Regions from separate parts of the Mus musculus genome. Here region 2 is linked to region 1. A link is a contact called in public HiChIP or PLAC-seq data. All regions are on one chromosome and are shown on one strand. The core of a region is the stretch at or near the end of the contact, and the rest is flanking DNA. Distances in the headings are between cores, read along the strand shown.

The links. HiChIP or PLAC-seq counts read pairs in DNA pulled down with a chosen protein or histone mark.
Region 2: an H3K27ac HiChIP or PLAC-seq map of VIP interneurons shows a contact between it and region 1, with 3 times the contacts expected there. The contact joins two enhancer-like sites. A contact is called at or near these places in 3 of 484 Hi-C or Micro-C datasets (cerebellar granule neurons, cerebral cortex and nephron progenitors) and 1 of 115 datasets of contacts at active chromatin or transcription factors (VIP interneurons).

What each region holds. Positions count from the first base shown.
Region 1 is chr4:142,700,517-142,704,633 of GRCm38.p6, forward strand. No RefSeq gene overlaps it. Among named protein-coding and RNA genes, the nearest start is that of Gm42341, 55 kb to the left of the region's middle. Within about 2 kb of position 2,350, at least 7 of the 459 cell types and tissues checked have an H3K27ac peak or open chromatin away from gene starts, as enhancers often do. A contact at or near this core is called in VIP interneurons, where this site is marked.
Region 2 is chr4:142,885,960-142,890,076 of GRCm38.p6, forward strand. No RefSeq gene overlaps it. Among named protein-coding and RNA genes, the nearest start is that of Gm42341, 240 kb to the left of the region's middle. Within about 2 kb of position 2,127, at least 11 of the 459 cell types and tissues checked have an H3K27ac peak or open chromatin away from gene starts, as enhancers often do. A contact at or near this core is called in VIP interneurons, where this site is marked.

The sequences.
Region 1 (4,117 bases), core at 1,100-3,599:
CCAGCCGATATCCATCTCTTTGTCCCATGACCCAATGGTGGGACAGCGTAAATGACAACCGTGCACTACTGTTAGTCTCTAGATGTGGAGATTGCAGCACCTTGGCACAACCTCATATACCCATTTTCTGTTATGGGACCTTTCCTCACGGTAAAACATCAGAAACACCCAACTTAGATGTCATCTTTCCAAAACATCTGCCATTGGGAAATTGAGTCACACAGAGTGACAGCAAGGGGATTCAGATGGTTCCAGAAGACCATTCAGAGATTGTTGGTGGAAGGGAAAAAAGCCAGGAGTCTAACATTATGGAAGTTTGAAGGTATCCTAATTCAGGTTTCAAACATGGGTGATACTATGTCAAAGACCTCACCATTTTCTGTAGATGAATGGGATTATTTAGAGAAGTTCACACCCTTGTGACATGTTTTGTTTTTAAAGATTTGTTTTTACTTTTTGTATATGAGTGTTTGCCTACATATATGTATGTGTACCACATGCATACAGTACCCACAGAGGCTAGAGAGGGTATCAGATCCCCTGAAACTGGAGTTACAGGTGGTTATAAGCCATCATATCAGTGCTGGAAATAAACCCAGGTCCTCTGGAAGAGCAGTAAATGGCTCTTAATGCCAAGCCATCTCCCCAGCGCCCCATGTTTAGTTTGAAGATCACGGTTTTTCCAACACCTCTAACTTTGATTTTTCAATGCCTACTTTTAATGATGGTTCTTAAATGCTTTAACCGCCCTTCTAGCCCACCACCCACCAGAGGTAGTGGAAAAGAAAGGATACAGGGGAAGTGGACCTGTTTAGAAATGGCTCTTAGGAACAAATTCTATCTGTGTTGTCAGGCAATCCAAAGTTCAGTCCACAGAAGTCAGCAGAGGCAGCTCAGATCCACTCACAAACACTTCACAGGTAGACCAGCAGTCCAGTTTGGTAGAGCTGGGATAGCAAACACGAATCAGCAGCAGTGGCACGACCTGGCAGAGACAGTCAGGCCTTGGCCTCGACTCAAGTCAGCAGGAAGAACCAGGGTCAACAAGAACACCAGGGAAAGTTCTAGGCTGTTCCTCTCACAGTGAAACAAAGATCAGCATAGATGAGAGACCAACAAGTATTTAGCTATGCAAGAAAGCCAAGTTCAGCCTCTTCACCAACCATCAAGTCCTTTCTATACTCTCTCCAACATCATGTGTCCTCCACAGGTCTTGCCTCAGCATGTGTATCTGTCTCAGCTGACATCACTCTGCCAATCAGCCTGAGTCTTCAGAAGCTGCCAAACGTCTTGGCACACCACCAGAAGCTTTGTAGTGCATTTCTCTCTGTAGAGTCCTGACAAATTCAGCTCAACTATTCAATGTAAGGTGAACCAATACATCCTTCATCACGTGTCCTATCAGGTGCTTGCTTTAGCAGAACACCGTTTCACCTGTGTCTGCTTCAGTGAAACGTTCCTTCAGCAAAACACCATCCAACACAACGGACTTTCCAAAGAACCCTTAGGTTTCCACTTCAAACAGCTTCTAGCAAGTATGCAGGCAATGAGCAGGAAGTGGGTAAGCAGAGCTTCAGAAATTACATGGAGTCTCACAATCACTTTTCCATGTAAAGCTTTAGTGGGAACAAAGCAAGAACTATACATAGCATAAGGAAGGGTTGTCTCTGAATATGTTAGAAGGAGCACAAGAGTGAGGGTCTCCAGGCAACCCCTGGCTAAGAGTTTCTCTTTGGGAGGATTTCCCATCCACCTTCATTGTGAGTCTGTAGTGTGTGTGTGTGTGTGTGTGTGTGTGTGTGTGTGTGTGTTACGCAAGTTCACTTTGGGTTCCATTCCTCAGGAGTCATCTACCTAATTTTCTTTTGAGGCAGGGTCCTTCCTTGGTCTGGAGGCTCAGACTGGCCTAGGCTAGGCTGGCTGGTAAGCTCCAGGAAGCTTCACTTCCCAGCATTGAGATCACAAGAACACTCCACTATGCCTATGCATAGCCACATACCTAGCTTTTTATAATTAGGTTCTGGGTATGTGAACTCCTGTCCTCATGATTGCAAGGCAAGCACATTATTGGCTGACCTAACTCCCCAGCCCTTGGGTCTGCAACTTCTGTGGGCTGAATCCTGGCACTAAGCATTCATTAACAGGAAATCTGCTCTTTAATGAGCTGTAATCACTGAATTTGGGGTATATGATTAATCTTAGAAAAGTATATTCTCGCCACCTGCCATTTGAAATTCCTGGCAAGTTCTGAGCGCAATGCTCTGGGGTTCAATGGTAATAGGAAATGAATGATGTCTTTATGGTACACAATGATCAATTTTCTGACCAAATACATGCAAATAAAGTTGGCCGTGCAGCTGGCTGGGACTGAAAAGACGAACAGCAAGTTCTGTGGCCCTCGTCCATGTGCTGAGTGATCAGATCCAGGTTTCAGATTCCAACTGCTCCAGAGCTGTCTGTAATTACACATCTTGTAGGTGACCCCCTGAAGCGAAGGGTGCTCTACAAAGAATAGTGTTTTGTAACCTAATAAACTCCTGTTTGAATAATGGGCCAGGTAACAAATTCAACACAAAAAATTGTCCTGTGGCTTTTTATTTATTTTCAACTTTATTTTTCCTCAATGTTAATATAAAATGTATGTTCTAGGATGGCTTTGACTTTGAGATGTGTGTGTGTGTGTGTGTGTGTGTGTGTGTTTGTGTGTGTGTATGTGGTATTGTGTTAGAAGTGCGGCTAGTGTCTGGACAGACCACACCAGGCCAAAGCAGTTCCACGTGGCAGAGGTTTATTGTGGGGGAAGAGGGCAAAGGTGGCGGCGAAGAAGAAGATGGGGGAGAGAAAGAGGTCAGAGGGGTCTGCCTTTTATTTGGATAGTGATGTAGCCATGTGCAGGTAAAGGTGGGAGGTGAGCCAAGTGGATTCTGGGAATGTAAGAAGTGATGTCACTGGGTTTGGAGCTGATCCTGATACCAACAGTGCGCGCACACACACACATGGGCAAAGTGCACACATGGTGTGTAGGCTTGTCAAGGTCAGAGGACAACCCTGGGTTTCATCCTCCTGCCTTCCATCTTGTTTTGAGACCAGAGTCTCCTTGTTCATTATGGTATATACCAGATTGCATTGGTGATTCTCCTGTCTCTGCCTTCCACCTCCCAGTAGGAGCATACTAAGATGACAGATGAGCACACTATTGTATCTGGCTTTTTTTTAAAGTTCAGTTTATTTGTTATTATCATGTGTAGGTGAGACGGAGGAAGGAAATTCAGATGATGGCATGTACGGAGACATCAGAGGACAACTGTGTAGAGTCTGTTCAGTTCTTCTACCTTCATGTAGGTTCTTTGGCAAGCACTTTATCCACTGAGCCATCTCCCCAGCCCTGAGGCAGATGGTTTAAAATGGCTAACGCTGATCTTCCTGATGGTGTGGCTGCACCCCTGTTAATGCCAGCTGCCATACTGGTCTGCTTCTCTCGCTTCGGGTAGCCAGGCCCATTGCTCACCAGGCTGGACTAGAGGGCCGGGAAGCTTAGCTGGGGGAAGATGAGTGCAGGCAGGATCTTGGTCAGTGGTGAGTGTGTGTGTGTAAAGAACACACACCTGGGAACAGCCTTGAAGAACTGGCTCAGTTTATTGGGTGAATAAGGAGGTACTTATGCCCCTGTGGGAGGTGGCCAGGGTTTCTGGGGCATGGTTTGTGTAGTTGTGCACAATTTTTCAGGACAGGGGTGTTGAAAGATGCTTCATTTGCATACTCGGGGGCTGTGTGTGTGTGTGTGTGTGTGTGTGAACTTCAGAAGGTCAAACAAGAAGCGACATCTGATAACTGTCAGGGTAATAAATTCCTACTAGGGTTGATGGTGGGGCAGCCAACTTCATGGAACCAGGTTGGGAGGGGAGAGGAAGCCAACTCCAGCTGTCCTTATCTGAGGTATCTGAGGTTGAAGCCCTCCTGGACCCTTCTTCTGTAATCCTGAGTGCCACAAGTAAGGTCTCCTTCACCTTGACGGACCAAAATATTTAAGCCAGAGAGTCCCAGTGAGCTTCGCAGAAGGTCCATGTAAGTCACCCCTTGGCACAGCCAGACAAGGCTATTGTTTGCTTGTCGAGAT
Region 2 (4,117 bases), core at 877-3,376, 190 kb after region 1:
GTGTGTGTGTGTGCATGTATGTCCATGTATGTCTCTGTGTGGTGTGTATGTATGTGTGTGTGCATGTGTGAGTGCCTGTATATCTGTGTGTGGTGTGTGTGTGCGCATGTGTATGGGTACATATGTCTGTGTGTGGTGTGCCTGTGTGCCTATGTGTGGTGTGTCTGTGCTCACGTGTGTGTGTGTGTGTGTGTGCGCGCGCGTGCGTGCACACGCGTGTCTGTCTGTCTGTCTGTGTGTGGTATGTCTGTGTGTGTATGTTACACAACTCGAGCCTAAATTTTTAAACACACAAATGCATCTAAAGTAAGTCATGTATGTGGACTGATAATTCTACCATGGCCTGGACTGTAGACCCTAACAGTTGAAATGCACCATGCCCCTGTGTGTCCATCTGTGTCTGTATGGGTTTGTGTGTCTATGTGTGTACATGCTTATTTGAGTATGCATATGTATACATATGTACATGTCAGTACACACATATGTGAAGGCCAGGTGTTGGCATTGTGTATTTTCCAAATTGCCTCTCTTGCCTTATTTCTTGAGGAGGAGTCTCTCACCGAAGCCAGAGCTTGCCAATTCATTGTGACTGGCTAGCCAGCAAACCCCAAAAGTCCTCCTGTCTCTAGCATCTCCAATGCTGGGATTATAGGTATGCACCATCTTTTCTACATGGGTGCTGGGATCCAAACTCAGGTGCTCTTGCTTGCATGACATTTTACCAAATGAGCCATCACCCCAGCTCAGAGACAGGTTAAACACATACCTAGAAGTCATATCTGAGCTCTGGAAGACTGGACTTCACACGTGACAAGAAACATGTAGCTGCTGCAGGGAGCTAGAGGCCTAGCAGATACACAAAAGCCACCCTGCTGATGAATGCAGTTTCCAAAACCAGTGAATTTGCATAGTACTACAGATGCAATGAATACGATTTGCTTGCATCTTGCCCACGGAGCCACTTATTAATAATAACAGATTATTGCTCTACTAGTTTGGTATCTGTAGTGAAGCACCAGGAGCCAGCTGAGAACAGAACAGAAGGGGAGCAAATTGGACTGTGAAAAAAAAGGAGATTAACATAGGTTAAGCGAAGGAGGGGGGAATGCTTCTTGCTCGTGCAACATACTTCTGAAGCTACCATTCACATAAATAATGAAGTGACTCTTAAATACAATCTTAACACAGAGGCTATTCTGTGCTTGAATCCTTTTTTAATAAGGAACAGCATCTGAGAAGCAGGTCCTGGAGGAGAAGCTAGCACTGCAGAGTTGAGTCTCTGCCCACTGCCTTCCAATCGCAGCTATGCCTTAGAGTCCGTACTTCCTGCTCCCTGCTGGACAGCCCAGGCAGAAAAGGGGAGTTCTTAGTCTGTTCTAAGAAGAAATGGGGAAACGATAAATCAGAGCTTGAAGAAATAAACCAAAGGTCATAGTCCCTCTCGGCTTCTCAGGAAGGATGCTATTGATTTCAGTAAAGGACTAATGACAAGGGGTGGAGTTAAGTTATGAAGGCAGGGGACCATCTACAGAGACCTCAGAATTACTAAGGAACTGACAGGAGACAAGATTAAACACATGTGTGCTCAGGCACACAGCTTGGATACACATCAAGGCCCTCAAGACATGAATGTATACTTACCAGTGATCATTGCAACATCACAAGGAAAACTGGCTGTCACAGTGCCTTAAGGTTTTGAAATGACTAAGTGGACCCTTACCAATACCAAAGGCTGTCAGCTCACCCTTTCTCGAGCTCTCTTGGTCCCTGGAATATATTTAGGAGCACCTAGTCCTTCTTCTTGTTTTCACTGTGAGCCACTTCGGTCCATTTTACTCTTAAGTTACCACTAACACCTTGGTACCCAGCACCCCAGTGCTTTAAGCTTTGGCAACACTTTCTGGTAGTGTGGCCTCTTTCCTTCTACCACAGAGAACTCTGGCCTTATTTCTGTCACCACCCAGTCTGTGAGTTCCTAGATCTGGCTGTGAAATACTCTTACACACACATTTTTTTTTAAGCATCTTAAAATCCTACGGCAGAGGAGGCACCCACCCAGCCATGATGGAATTAGAAATATGTTGGGGTTGGCACGTGTGAAACTGCATGCTCTCCTTCCTGCCAAAGATGGGGGATGATTGATTGAATGGGAACAGGAAGTCAGCTTGCCAGGATCCATCTAAAATGAGATGTATGTGCTTGGCTGTGTTTCTAAAATGAAACGAATGGAAAGGTCCACGTGGCTTACAGCACGTTCTAAAGATAACAGGTCACTTGGGGAGGGGGGGGGCGGTTGTGTGAGATGACATGGCACAAATGGAGTTCAGTTCCAACTCCTGGGAGATAGAACATTTTGGAAAATGGGAAGATCACTGTTTGGAAACAGTCTGAGTCTATTCGCCGCAGCATCCAAAGTATGATCCCGACCTGCCTCCTGGGAGGGAGATGCAGGCACTGTTGTCTGTGGAGCAATGGAGCACCTTAAAACTGGTTCCAGTGAACAACACTCCTGCATGTCTGTTCCATGCCAGACACTTGCTGAAGCTCAGGGGACAGGTGAAAAGCATGCAGCCCATCCTTCAAGATCTTGTAATTCAGTAGAAGAGATCTGCCTTCCATTATTTGTTCTGTATTGTAGTACTTGTGTCTAGGAAAACTAGAGTAGGATGCCGGTACCCTCCCTGATCACACTCCACCTTAGTTCCCCCAGCAGAGTCTCTCTTAGGCTAGACTGGCTGGCCAGCCACATCAGCCTCCTCCAGCTCTGGAGGAGATGAGACGACTTCTCGGTCCCTGTGATCGGGAAGCTAAGACCCAAAGGGTGTGAAGAGTGTGGCCAGGGGATGGGGCGAGGAAGACAGTTCATGAAGCGTTATAGCTGGGTCTGAGCCACCTGAATTAAAAACCAGGAACTGAATCTTTAAACTCTGTCTTATCCAGAAAGCCAGCAGTCTAAGAAGACGGTGGGTTAGCATCCTAAGGGTCGGTCTTCCTCCATTCTTCAGCCAGAGGATTCTAGCAGGAGGGCAAACACAGGCAGTCAGCCAGTCCAATGGTTAGCCTTGACCTTCCGATCACATGGTCTGTCTTGTCTCTTAGATTTATGGTCTTGCTCTTTTCCCTGATGGTCTCATCTCTCTGTGTCAAAGGGCAAGGGTTCCAGAACACCAAGGCCACCTCGTATTACTCCTGTGTCCTCCTGTGACTGTTTGTGTTGGCTGTCAACTTGACAGGAGGCAAGCCTTCAGGCAAACCTGTGAGGGATTGTTCTGATGAGGTTAGCTTCTGGGTGTGCTTGTGAGGGACTGTGAGGAAGCACTCCCCTAAAGAAGGGTGGCATTATCCCTGGCCTTAGGTCCTAGACTACATAAAGTCAGCATTCACACCCTTCTGCTTCCTGGTTGTGCTCAGGTTCCCTCAGAACAAACCATAGTGAATGTGCAGATTCCTTTCTTAGAGAACAATGCACAAACTCATTCTTATATTAGCAGCTGTGAAGGGTCTCTATCACTTCCAAGACTGCATTCCCAGGGCCCCAAGGGCCACAGTGAGTGTCACATGGTCCAACATAACCACATTGCAGAGGGATGGGAGGAACAGCGGGTCATAAAGCCACACATACAGGTGTTGAAGACCACAGGTGTCTACCCAGGAAAGGTGCACTCCACCTGGAACCAGAGGTGTGTGATGAGCAGGTGGGCGCCTCCGTCAGCTGGAAGTTCTGGAAAGAATGTTATACATATTCTGCCTGAATTTTGGAAGGTAAACAGAAGGTGCTGAAGTGTACATAGACTCCTAAAGAGTTTGCAGAAGTCATGTCCAATGTTTTTGTTTCTGTTTGCTTTTATGCTGTGATAAACACCATGATAATAACAACAACAACAACAATAACAACTTAGAGGGAAAGGGTTTATTATAGCTGACAGTTTGTAGTCCATTATGAAGGGAAGTCAAGGTAGGAACCTGGAAGTAGAAACTTCAAGAGTAACCATAGATAAATACTACTTACTGACTTGCTCTTCATGGAGAACTCAGCTTGTCTGTCTATGAGTGTGTGTATGTGTGTGTTGGGGATACACACACATACACACACACACACACATATACATATACCTTT